Linked DNA regions of Sus scrofa: region 1 is linked to region 2. A link is a contact called in public HiChIP or PLAC-seq data. All regions are on one chromosome and are shown on one strand. Each heading gives the region's core, a stretch centred on a gene start, on an enhancer-like site or on the middle of the called end of the contact. The rest is flanking DNA. Distances are from core to core; before and after follow the strand shown.

The links. HiChIP or PLAC-seq counts read pairs in DNA pulled down with a chosen protein or histone mark.
Region 1: an H3K27ac HiChIP or PLAC-seq map of skeletal muscle shows a contact between it and region 2. The contact joins two enhancer-like sites. A contact is called at or near these places in 16 of 47 Hi-C or Micro-C datasets (adipose tissue, embryonic fibroblasts, fetal skeletal muscle and 8 more) and 1 of 2 datasets of contacts at active chromatin or transcription factors (skeletal muscle).

Annotation. Positions count from the first base shown.
Region 1 is chr3:97,500,724-97,505,115 of Sscrofa11.1, reverse strand. All of the region lies in intron 3 of LOC106509843 (a long non-coding RNA gene), which reads left to right. Among named protein-coding and RNA genes, the nearest start is that of TRNAI-UAU, 65 kb to the left of the region's middle. Within about 2 kb of position 1,430, at least 20 of the 83 cell types and tissues checked have an H3K27ac peak or open chromatin away from gene starts, as enhancers often do. A contact at or near this core is called in adipose tissue, retroperitoneal adipose tissue and skeletal muscle, where this site is marked.
Region 2 is chr3:97,460,704-97,465,551 of Sscrofa11.1, reverse strand. All of the region lies in intron 4 of LOC106509843 (a long non-coding RNA gene), which reads left to right. Among named protein-coding and RNA genes, the nearest start is that of TRNAI-UAU, 100 kb to the left of the region's middle. Within about 2 kb of position 1,466, at least 52 of the 83 cell types and tissues checked have an H3K27ac peak or open chromatin away from gene starts, as enhancers often do. A contact at or near this core is called in adipose tissue, retroperitoneal adipose tissue and skeletal muscle, where this site is marked.

The DNA.
Region 1 (4,392 bases), core at 181-2,680, 40 kb before region 2:
CTTATACACCCGGGGGCCCCTGGGGCGTATGTGAAACAAGGTTGGCTGGGCTGCAAGTTGGCCCCGGGGAGAATGTGAAACAAGGCTGGCTGGGCTGCAAGTTGCTCATGATTATGTGGACAAGATGACCAGACATCAGGACTTTTCTCTGATGCAGAGTCTGTGTCAGGCCCCTAAAGAGGGGTCAAGGGTGAAGGCTAGAAGGGATCACATGAGCAAGTCAGCCCTTCCCTTTGAGGGCAATCAGGGAAGGCTTCCTGGTGGCTGAGGCATGAAGGAAGAAAGCCCTCTGAGGAGTTCCCGTCGTGGCGTAGTGGTTAACGAATCCGAGTAGGAACCATGAGGTTGCGGGTTTGTCCCTGCCCTTGCTCAGTGGGTTAATGATCCGGCGTTGCCCTGAGCTGTGGTGTAGGTTGCAGATGCGGCTCGGATCCCGCATTGCTGTGGCTCTGGCATAGGCCGATGGCTGCAGCTCCGATTCGACCCCTAGCCTGGGAACCTACATATGCCGCAGGTCCGGCCCTAGAAATGGCAAAAAGACAAAAAAAAAAAAAAAAAAAGAAAAAAAGAAAAAGAAAGCCCTCTGAGATTCCCAAAAGTGTTCTTGCGTGTGTGGTACTTTGTCATTTCCAAAGCCAATGAGGCAAGCAAGGCAAAGAGAGAGGCAGGGACTGTCAACTCCATTTGATAGGGAAAGAAGGAAAGGACCAGAGTGGCCAAGCTCCTGGCCCAAGGCTGCACAGGAGTTTGGGAGGAGAACACAGATGTTGGCCTCACAGCTCTTGGCTCTTTGTATAAGCTTGATGAGCGTGCTTCTCCCTTGAGGCTGGTCAGGGCTGGGTTCCCAGGTTGGGCTGGGAAACTCTCGTCCAGGGGGGCAGGTCCTCCCTGGGGACTTCTCAGGGCTGGGTGCTCAGCCTTCTCTATAGAACATGTGTTTCCTGTTTTCCTTCCCCCTCTGGCTCAGGACGGAGAACAGGGTTTTCCTGAGCGGAAGAGCCTCAAAGACCTGGCCCACTACCAGCTAGTTCTGGCTGATCCGCCTGCCTGTGGCTCTTGCTACTCAGGATGAGGAACCCCTCACCCACTCACCCAAAGATCCTAGTGGCCATTATCTCTCCTCAAACTCCTGAGACCTGGAATTTGAACCCAGGGCCTTAACTCCCAACTTGGTCTTCTTTGAAAACCCTTTGCTGCTCAGCCAAGCTCCTTGGCAAAACCTGGGACTCGGTAGCCAGGGCTAAGGGGCCAGTCTCTGGGCTCCAGGGCCTGAGTGAGGCAAGCCAGGACTTTGGCCAACCCTGAAGCCCTGGGAGGTTCCGAGCCCATCACCCCCATCATTTCCCACTTGTCCTGGGGTGGAGGCGGGAGCTGGCAGGTGACATCACCCCTCTCCAGCCTGTGTCATGTGAGGCCAGCGTGAGCTGGGGCTCGGTATGTAATTCTGCCCTGAACCACAGAGGCAGCATCTTGTCCTGCTGTCTGGCTCCTTGGGTGGGAGAGATACATGAAATGAAAGAAGAGGAAGGGCGGGGGGGCGGGGTGCATTCCAGTTCTGCAGAACCTTGGACCTTGGCTCTGGCATGAGCAGTAAAGAGGAAAGGCAGGATTTCATAGACGCAAGAACAGAATGGTGGTTGCCATTCTATTGGGGGGGGGGAATGGGGTGAGGAATTTCAATGAGTACACACTTTCAGGTATAAGAGAAGTTCTGGCGTTCCCGTTGTGGCTCAGAGGGTTAAGACTCCCTGGAGATGTGGGTTCGATCCCTGGGCTCGCTCAGTGGTTAAGGATCTGGCATTGCTGCAAGCTGTGGTGTCAGTCACAGATGCGGCTTAGATCAAGGCTGCAGCTCTGATCTGACCCCTAGTCTGGGAACTTCCATATGCTACAGGTGCCCCCCTCGCGTCCCCTGCAAAAAGGTAAGTCCTGAGGATCTATATACAGCATGGTGACTATAGTTCATACAGTAAATAGGGACTTGAATGTTGCAGAGAGTAAATCTTAAGCATTCTCACCACACACAGGAAAGAGTTACCTTATGTTATAGATGGGGTGATGGATGTGTTATTAACCTCGATGTTAATGATTATTCCACAATGTATGTGTATATCAAATCATCACATCATGCACTTTATTTTTTTATTTTTATTTTTTTTTTGTCTTTTTGTTGTTGTTATTGTTGCTATCTCTTGGTTCTTGGGCCGCTCCCGCGGCATATGGAGGTTCCCAGGCTAGGGGTTGAATCGGAGCTGTAGCCACCGGCCTACGCCAGAGCCACAGCAACGCAGGATCCGAGCCGCGTCTGCAACCTACACCACAGCTCATGGCAACGCCGGATCGTTAACCCACTGAGCAAGGACAGGGACTGAACCCGCAATCTCATGGTTCCTAGTCGGATTCGTTAACCACTGCGCCACGACGGGAACTCCACATCATGCACTTTAAATACATACACTTATGTGTCAGTTAGTCCTCAGTAATGTTAAAAGAAAAGGTGGCAGCCAGTGACCGCACCCACCCCCCCCAAGCAGGGGAGAAGGAGACCCCTGTCCTGGACTTGGGAATGGCTCTTAGGAGTCTGTGTGTTCTGTCGGATGAGCTGCTGAGTACAAGAATGTTCTGGGGAAGGGGCAGCAGAGGCGTGTTAGGGTCCTGGAGTCTGTGTAGGTGCTCCTGTGTGAGCCGGGTGCTGGGTGTGTGAGAGGGGAGTTAGGGCCCTGCCCTGGCCCGAAGCCCGGGACAGGCCTAGGACCTGGGGCAGACAATCACCTCTGCTGACCCGGCCTGGGGCTTTGAAGTCCTCCTTCCTCCTGGAGGCTCCAGGCACAGGCAGCCCAGGTTTATTAGTTACAGGTTTATCTGGGGCTAATTTAACTTGTTAAGATAATTGTGCCAGCGGCCGCAGCCCGAGGCCCCCGCCTCGGTAATTACCCTTCTCCTCACCTCTTTCATCTGCGAGGGCTGCCCGCCTTTGCACAGCCCCACTGGGCCCCTCGCTTGCTTGGGTCCTTCCAAGGCTTTGGGAGGGGCCCTGGTGGTGCTTTCACACGGTCTCATGTTTTTGGAAAAGCTTGCAAAAGTGCGTTATTTTGACCACAATCATTGAAGGCTGCTGTTTCTCTTCATCCTGACTGCCCCTCTCACATTTTCCCTCCTGTCAGGTGGGCTCGGAATAACTGTGAGCATTTTTGGGATCCAGCAAGGGAAACTTGAGTTGGGGATGCATTTAGCGTGGGTGAGTGGCGAGTATTGATGTGGGTTGCAGTGTGCACAGATAGCATTTCGTGAATGTGGCTCTTGGTCACTTGGGTGTCCCGTTACCGTTATTAGGGGAGGAGAATTCCAGGAATTCTCCTGCTTCCCGTGGTGTTGACTCACCTGGGGTGATGCAGTGAGAATGCGTCCTATGGCTCTCGGGACGGGAAACCGTGGGAAGGGGTAGAGAAACAAGATTTGAAAGGTACAGAGCCAGAAGCTGGTCTGTGGAAAGTTCTTTCCATCTTCCAGCTCATATAGGAAACGTGTTAAGGATTTAACCCAACTGACAACAGTCTTAAAAGTTCACATGACATTGGTTGAGAAGCTGAAATAAACATTTTAAACTTCTGAGTAACAAAGTGCATAGTTCGATCAACAAGGTTGGAGGAGAGGCCATCCTCTACCCTCTATAGAGAAGACCATGTGATGAAATCACTGCCACATGATGAGGTGGTCATATGACGGAGATGCCTCTTAGGGGCGTCCACGTCACTGAGGAACCAGAAGGCTGCAGGGGGTAGGGGTGAGGGGAGAGGAGTGATGGAGGTGATGATGGTGGTAGGGGAAGGAGGAGGGGATTCAGTGACAAGGATGGCGAGAGAACTAGCGATTCTTGTAAAATCTGAACCCAAACCCGGAAACCACAAAGGACTTCGAGGCGTGGAAGAAGATGGCACCAGTCCCGTGGCTGGAATGAATGAGATGAGACATGCCTGCCTCATGGAAGTTCAGGGATAGAAAGGGCCTCGAGGACTAGAGACCACCTAAAATCCTGGGTTCTGTCCACAGGGGTCTTGGCCATCTTCCCCTCCCCCTAGCCCCATACTAATGTGTGTGAGTGTGTGTGGGGGTGTGAGGGAGGAGGAAGGGCTCTGAGCCCTTGCATCCGCTTGGTTCAAGGACCCCTGCTTTTGCTGGTGTTCTGCATGCAGGTCCTTCAATAAAGGGTCCTGACAGTAGAAAAGATTCAGAAACCACCTATTTGAAACAAACCATTGCAGAGCCAGTTTTTATTAGTTTCTCTGGGTGGGATTTTAATGTATCACACACCAGTTGTTTCGTAGTGTAATTATTAGTTCATATTTAAAAAAAAATCTAAAATCAGGGTAATTTGTCTTGAAACCACATGGA
Region 2 (4,848 bases), core at 217-2,716:
TATATATGGTGAATAAAACGGACTCGAGGAAGTTCCCATTGTGGCTCAGCAGTGATGAGAACTAGTATCCATGAGGACTCAGGTTTGATCCCTGGCCTCGCTCCATGGGTTAAGGATCCAGTGTTGCCATGAGCTGTAGGGTAGGTCACAGATGCAGCTCAGATCTGGCATTGCTGTGGCTGTGGCGTAGGCTGGCAGCTGCAGCTCCGATTAGACCCCTAGCCTGGGAACCTCCATATGCTGCGAGTACAGCCCTAAAAAGCTCAAAAAACCCAAAAACAAAACAAGTGGACTCAAGCCTTTTGCTCCAGGAGGTAAGACACCTCAGATAAACACGAACAGGACCAGCATGTGTCTGAAAAGAAGGAAGCAGAGAGGCAACGCAGAGCAGACCTCTTCAGACGGGTGGTCACACAGGCCCTCGGGGAGGGACAGTGTTTAAGGTGAGGCCTCCAAGGAAGAACGAGCTAGGCCCTCACAGAGCTGAGGAAGGAGGCAGCCTGCGCAATGGCTTGAGGGAGGCCCAGGATCCCTTGTCACACCTCACTTTCCCCATTTGTGGTGGGGAGGCTGCCTCTTCACAGGGCTTGGTGAGGGATCCCAGGAGAAGGGCACGTCCAGTCAGACTCAGCGGCCTTTGGAACCTATTCCCGTGTCAATGACAAGATGGCTGCCCCCTCCTGTTCTTCCACAGGGAGACACCACCTTCTTTCATCCGCCTTCAAAAGTACACCAGCCTGGGAGCCTTCTCAGTCTGAACTGGATAATCGAACTCTATCAGACCAGATTTCCTAGAAAAGAGTGCTAGGAGCCGCGATAGAAATGGATAGAAGAGACCGCTGACGGGAAAATGAGAGACCAGGTCTTCCTGACAGGAACCCCTTGAGGTCACCCCAGTGCCTGGCACAGTGTCTGGAACAGAGCAGGGGCTCCATGTAGGTTTGCTGAGTGAATCGACAAACATTCCCCTCAGCCTCACTCGCAGAATGGCGACTTCTGGGCAATGAGAGTTTTCTGGGGTCCCCACTCCCTACCCTGCCCCCTTTCTTCCTTCAGTTCTTCTTTCCAGTCGTTCCCCACTTTTCCTGTACTAGTTTCCCGGGACTTTCAGTGGTGCTAGTGTTCCCAGTTTCCCAGCAGACCTCTGGCTGGGCCAGCAGGATTGTGTGCATGTGTGCGGGCACGCGGGCTGTGAGGGGGCTGGAGACAAAGGCCCTGGAGTGAGATTCAGGGCACAGCTGAACTGCCCTGAACTTTCCTTTTTGTTTTCAAGGAAATGCATAATCCAAGAACCACCCACGGCCCTGGCGGCCCTGCTAAGCAGGGCTGGAATGTGCTGCCTTTCCCGTTAGTAATTGTTTTTTCGGGTTAGCCTGTAACCCTTCCCCTGCCATTCTCTGTCACTGGGGTGAGGCACTCCCTTGGGGGCATCAGCAGGGCGGACATCAGCAGGGCTGCCTTCTTCAAGGTTTCCCCAGCTCCCCCCACCCCCAGGGCGTGGCCAGTGGGGTTGAGGGCCTGCCCTTGGCATTGCATCATGGACCATCTGCCTGCACAATGATTCCTTCTTGCTGCTGTCTGCCTCTGCTCCTGCCAGAGGTGCTGGGGGCTGCCAAGGACTCAGGGACCCCGGAAGGCTGCTTGGTCTTGCCTGGGGCCTACTGGCCTCTGTTATAGTGGCTGTGTGTCTGACTGTGGCCATGGCCGTGATCGTGAATCATGTCAGTACGAAACTGTGCAGCAGTATGAATTCGTGTGGGTGGCTGTGATCTGGGCCACCAAGGGCCCACTTGTGGCCTCAGTGTGTGTGTGCGTGTGTGCGTGCGTGCGTGCGTGTGTGTCCTGGGAGGGAAAAGAAACTGAGCTGACTCAGCACTTCTCTTTCCCACTCACCCACCCAGCCAGTGAGCGCCTGAGCCTTTCCCCAAGCAGGAGGCTACTCCTGGGCCTCTGGTGTTTCTGTCTTTGGCTGCCCCACCCCCACCAAACGGTCTTTGTCTTTGATCCTTAGGGACTCTAGAGGTCAGAGGTTTGCACTATTTCCTGACCCTCCCAGCCAGGCCCTGTCTTCTCTGGTCTTGGCAGAATAGTCTGGAGCCCTCTGGCTGAGTTCCCTGAAGTGGCTGTAACTCAAGGCCGGTTTCTGCTCTGATGGAGGCAGCCTCTGCAGAAGAAGACACACTGGGGTGTCCCTGGCTGTACCTCCACCCCTCTCCCCACAGTGACCACAGCTGCCTCATCCTCAGACAGGCCTGACGTTGAGTTCTGGTTCTTCGAGGGAGTGCTGCCGCCCTAGACAGGGAGTGGGCACCTGCGTGCACTGGTTTCCACCACCTCCAGGAAGTCTGCACCTCCCAAAGCAGGAGCTCAGGATCACAGAGGGGCCAGGAAGTCAGGGGGTACAGAGAGCTGGGGTCTCTGGTTGTAGCCTGGGGCGGAGGCCTGCCTGTGCCCTGAGCAGCTGGTAGGAGAGGCAGTGCCAGGGCTGGGTCCAGTGTGGCCACTGAACATTTGGTGCAAATCAGAGGCTTTTTCCAGCCAGGAGAGGAATGCTGCCGAGCGGGGTTTGGGAACGGGCCTGGCAGGGCAAACACTGCCCTAATTGAGGCCCTTCTAGACTTTTAATTACAAGCACTGTTTTCCCAAGCTTCCTAAATTGACCGTGGAGACCTGCTGGTCTTATTGCCCATGCCAGGGACAGGGGGAAAAAATAGTGTTGTTAAAGCTTTTTCAGCAAGGTTTATTTTCACCGTATTTTGAGGTGGAAGAGCTCACACAAGTGGAAGCTGGAGCCCTTTTTCTCATAAGGCCTCCTGCAGACACAGAGACCAACGCCCACAGGTGTGGGCAGACACTCACTTGGATAGACCACCAAACACAGAGACACCTGGAGAGAAAGACAGCGGTACAGACAGACGCGGTCACGGACGCGGCTGCAGATGCTGGAAACACCAGACTGGAAATCCAGCCCAAGGACCCAGAGCGTTTTAGAAACAAAAACATTGTTCCTGGCTCCGCCTGATCCACATCTCCACCTCCGTCTCCTCCCCCCTCTGCAGGCCAGCCGGCCGGGTCTGGGCCTGCTTTGGAACCCCTGGCCCCTTCGCGAGGCCTGTTTACAAGGACAGACTGCAACCCCCCCAGCTGGGCGTTCCTCATGCCAGAGAAGCTTTGTGCTGCTCTTGTCCTGGTCCCCAGGGGATGTGACTGTCTGGGAAGGAAGCCATGCTCTTGTCTGTGGAAAAGAGGAAACACGATCGGCACCCAGGTGAAACCTTGGGGCACCTTCCAAGAGAAACGTCCACAGGGTTCTGGAGGTCCAGGTTATAGACGCAGAAAACAAGGAACCGCAGGACACCGGAGTGCTGAGCTCTGCTTTTTTTTTTTTTTTTTGTCTTTTCTAGGGCCACGGCATATGGAGGTTCCCAGGCTAGGGGTCTTATCGGAGCTGTAGCCGCCGGCCGACGCCAGAGCCACAGCAACTCGGGGTCCGAGCCACATCTACGACCTACACCACAGCTCACAGCAGCACCGGATCCTTAACCCACGAGTGAGGCCAGGGATCAAACCTGAAACCTCATGGTTTCTGGTCAGACTCGTTAACCACTGCACCATGCCGGGAACTCCCGAGCTCTGCTTTTGTACAAGCATCACCTGGACTGCAGGACTCCCTTCAGGCAATGAAATCCCTGTGGCTAGGGCCCAGGAGTCTGCATTTTATACCACTGCTCACCCTTGTAGCCTGAACACCGGAAGTGCTCAGTACACATTTGCAGAGTCGGTGAATGGTTAATGCTGGGCTCTGGAGCCCCTGACGGCTGTGAAGGACAGAGTAGGGTCCCCCCCGACATGGGTGACCTGAGAGGGACGCTCCCAAGAGCCCTCCCACCCTTCTCTCCTCTTTCCCTGTCCCTCTTGCTCCATGCCTGTGGGTCTGGACACCCACTCAGACTCTAGAATCCCTTCCCAGTGTTCAGCTACCAGCCCAGGAAAGGCGCGTGGTAGAAATGGTCAGGGCAGCGGAGGGGGGGGGGAGGTCCCTGAGAGGGAGGGAGGCCAGAGACAACTGTCCCCCACCAGTCATTTTCCCTCCCAGGGGCCCCTTTGGGTCTGGGCAGTGCCGGGACACAGGGCAGGAGGCCAGAGGCCAAGAGCAGAGGAAGGTCCTTTAACCAGGGCTTGGGCAGGGTGAGCCTCGGTGGCCGTTACAGGCCGTTGCTATCGTCCCTTATCTGGGGCTCCTGGCTCTTACACCACGGCCCCAACCACCCCTGGAGTCGGGGGCCCCTGCCGCTCCCTCCCCAAACAGACCGTTACTGGGTTTCCGTTGTTTGGGGAGGGGGTGAGGAGCTGTCTGCTTAATTAATCATTTTAGGCCACCCTGGGAAACTCATTAAGCCACCTCTCAGGGCTTGGATCAGGAACGCTGCTCTCAAAAGTTGGAACTTTCTGGTCTCCCCCATTGGAGTCCATTTTCTCTTCCACTTGTGTGCACACTTATGTGTGAGAGTGTGCCTGTGTGTGTGTGCGTGTGAGAGAGAGAGAGAGTGCGTGCGCCAGTGGGCCCCTGTGTCCACGACTGCGTGTGTGTGTTTGTGTTTCCTAGATTCTGCAAGGAACTTCCCCTGATTCTTCTTAATTACCAGCCTAGAAGAAATTCAAGATGCTTAGAGCAAAGGTCAAACTCCACCTGTTTTCCCTGCACTTCATTTTCTGGCAGTTCCCACAATAGTACAGATAAGTAAAAGATTAAGGCAATCTTTTCTAATTAAAGTAATTAAAAAACAGCGATGATTGCACCTTTCATCTGAAAGGGAAAATATTTACTCATCCAAACTGCAGGCCCTT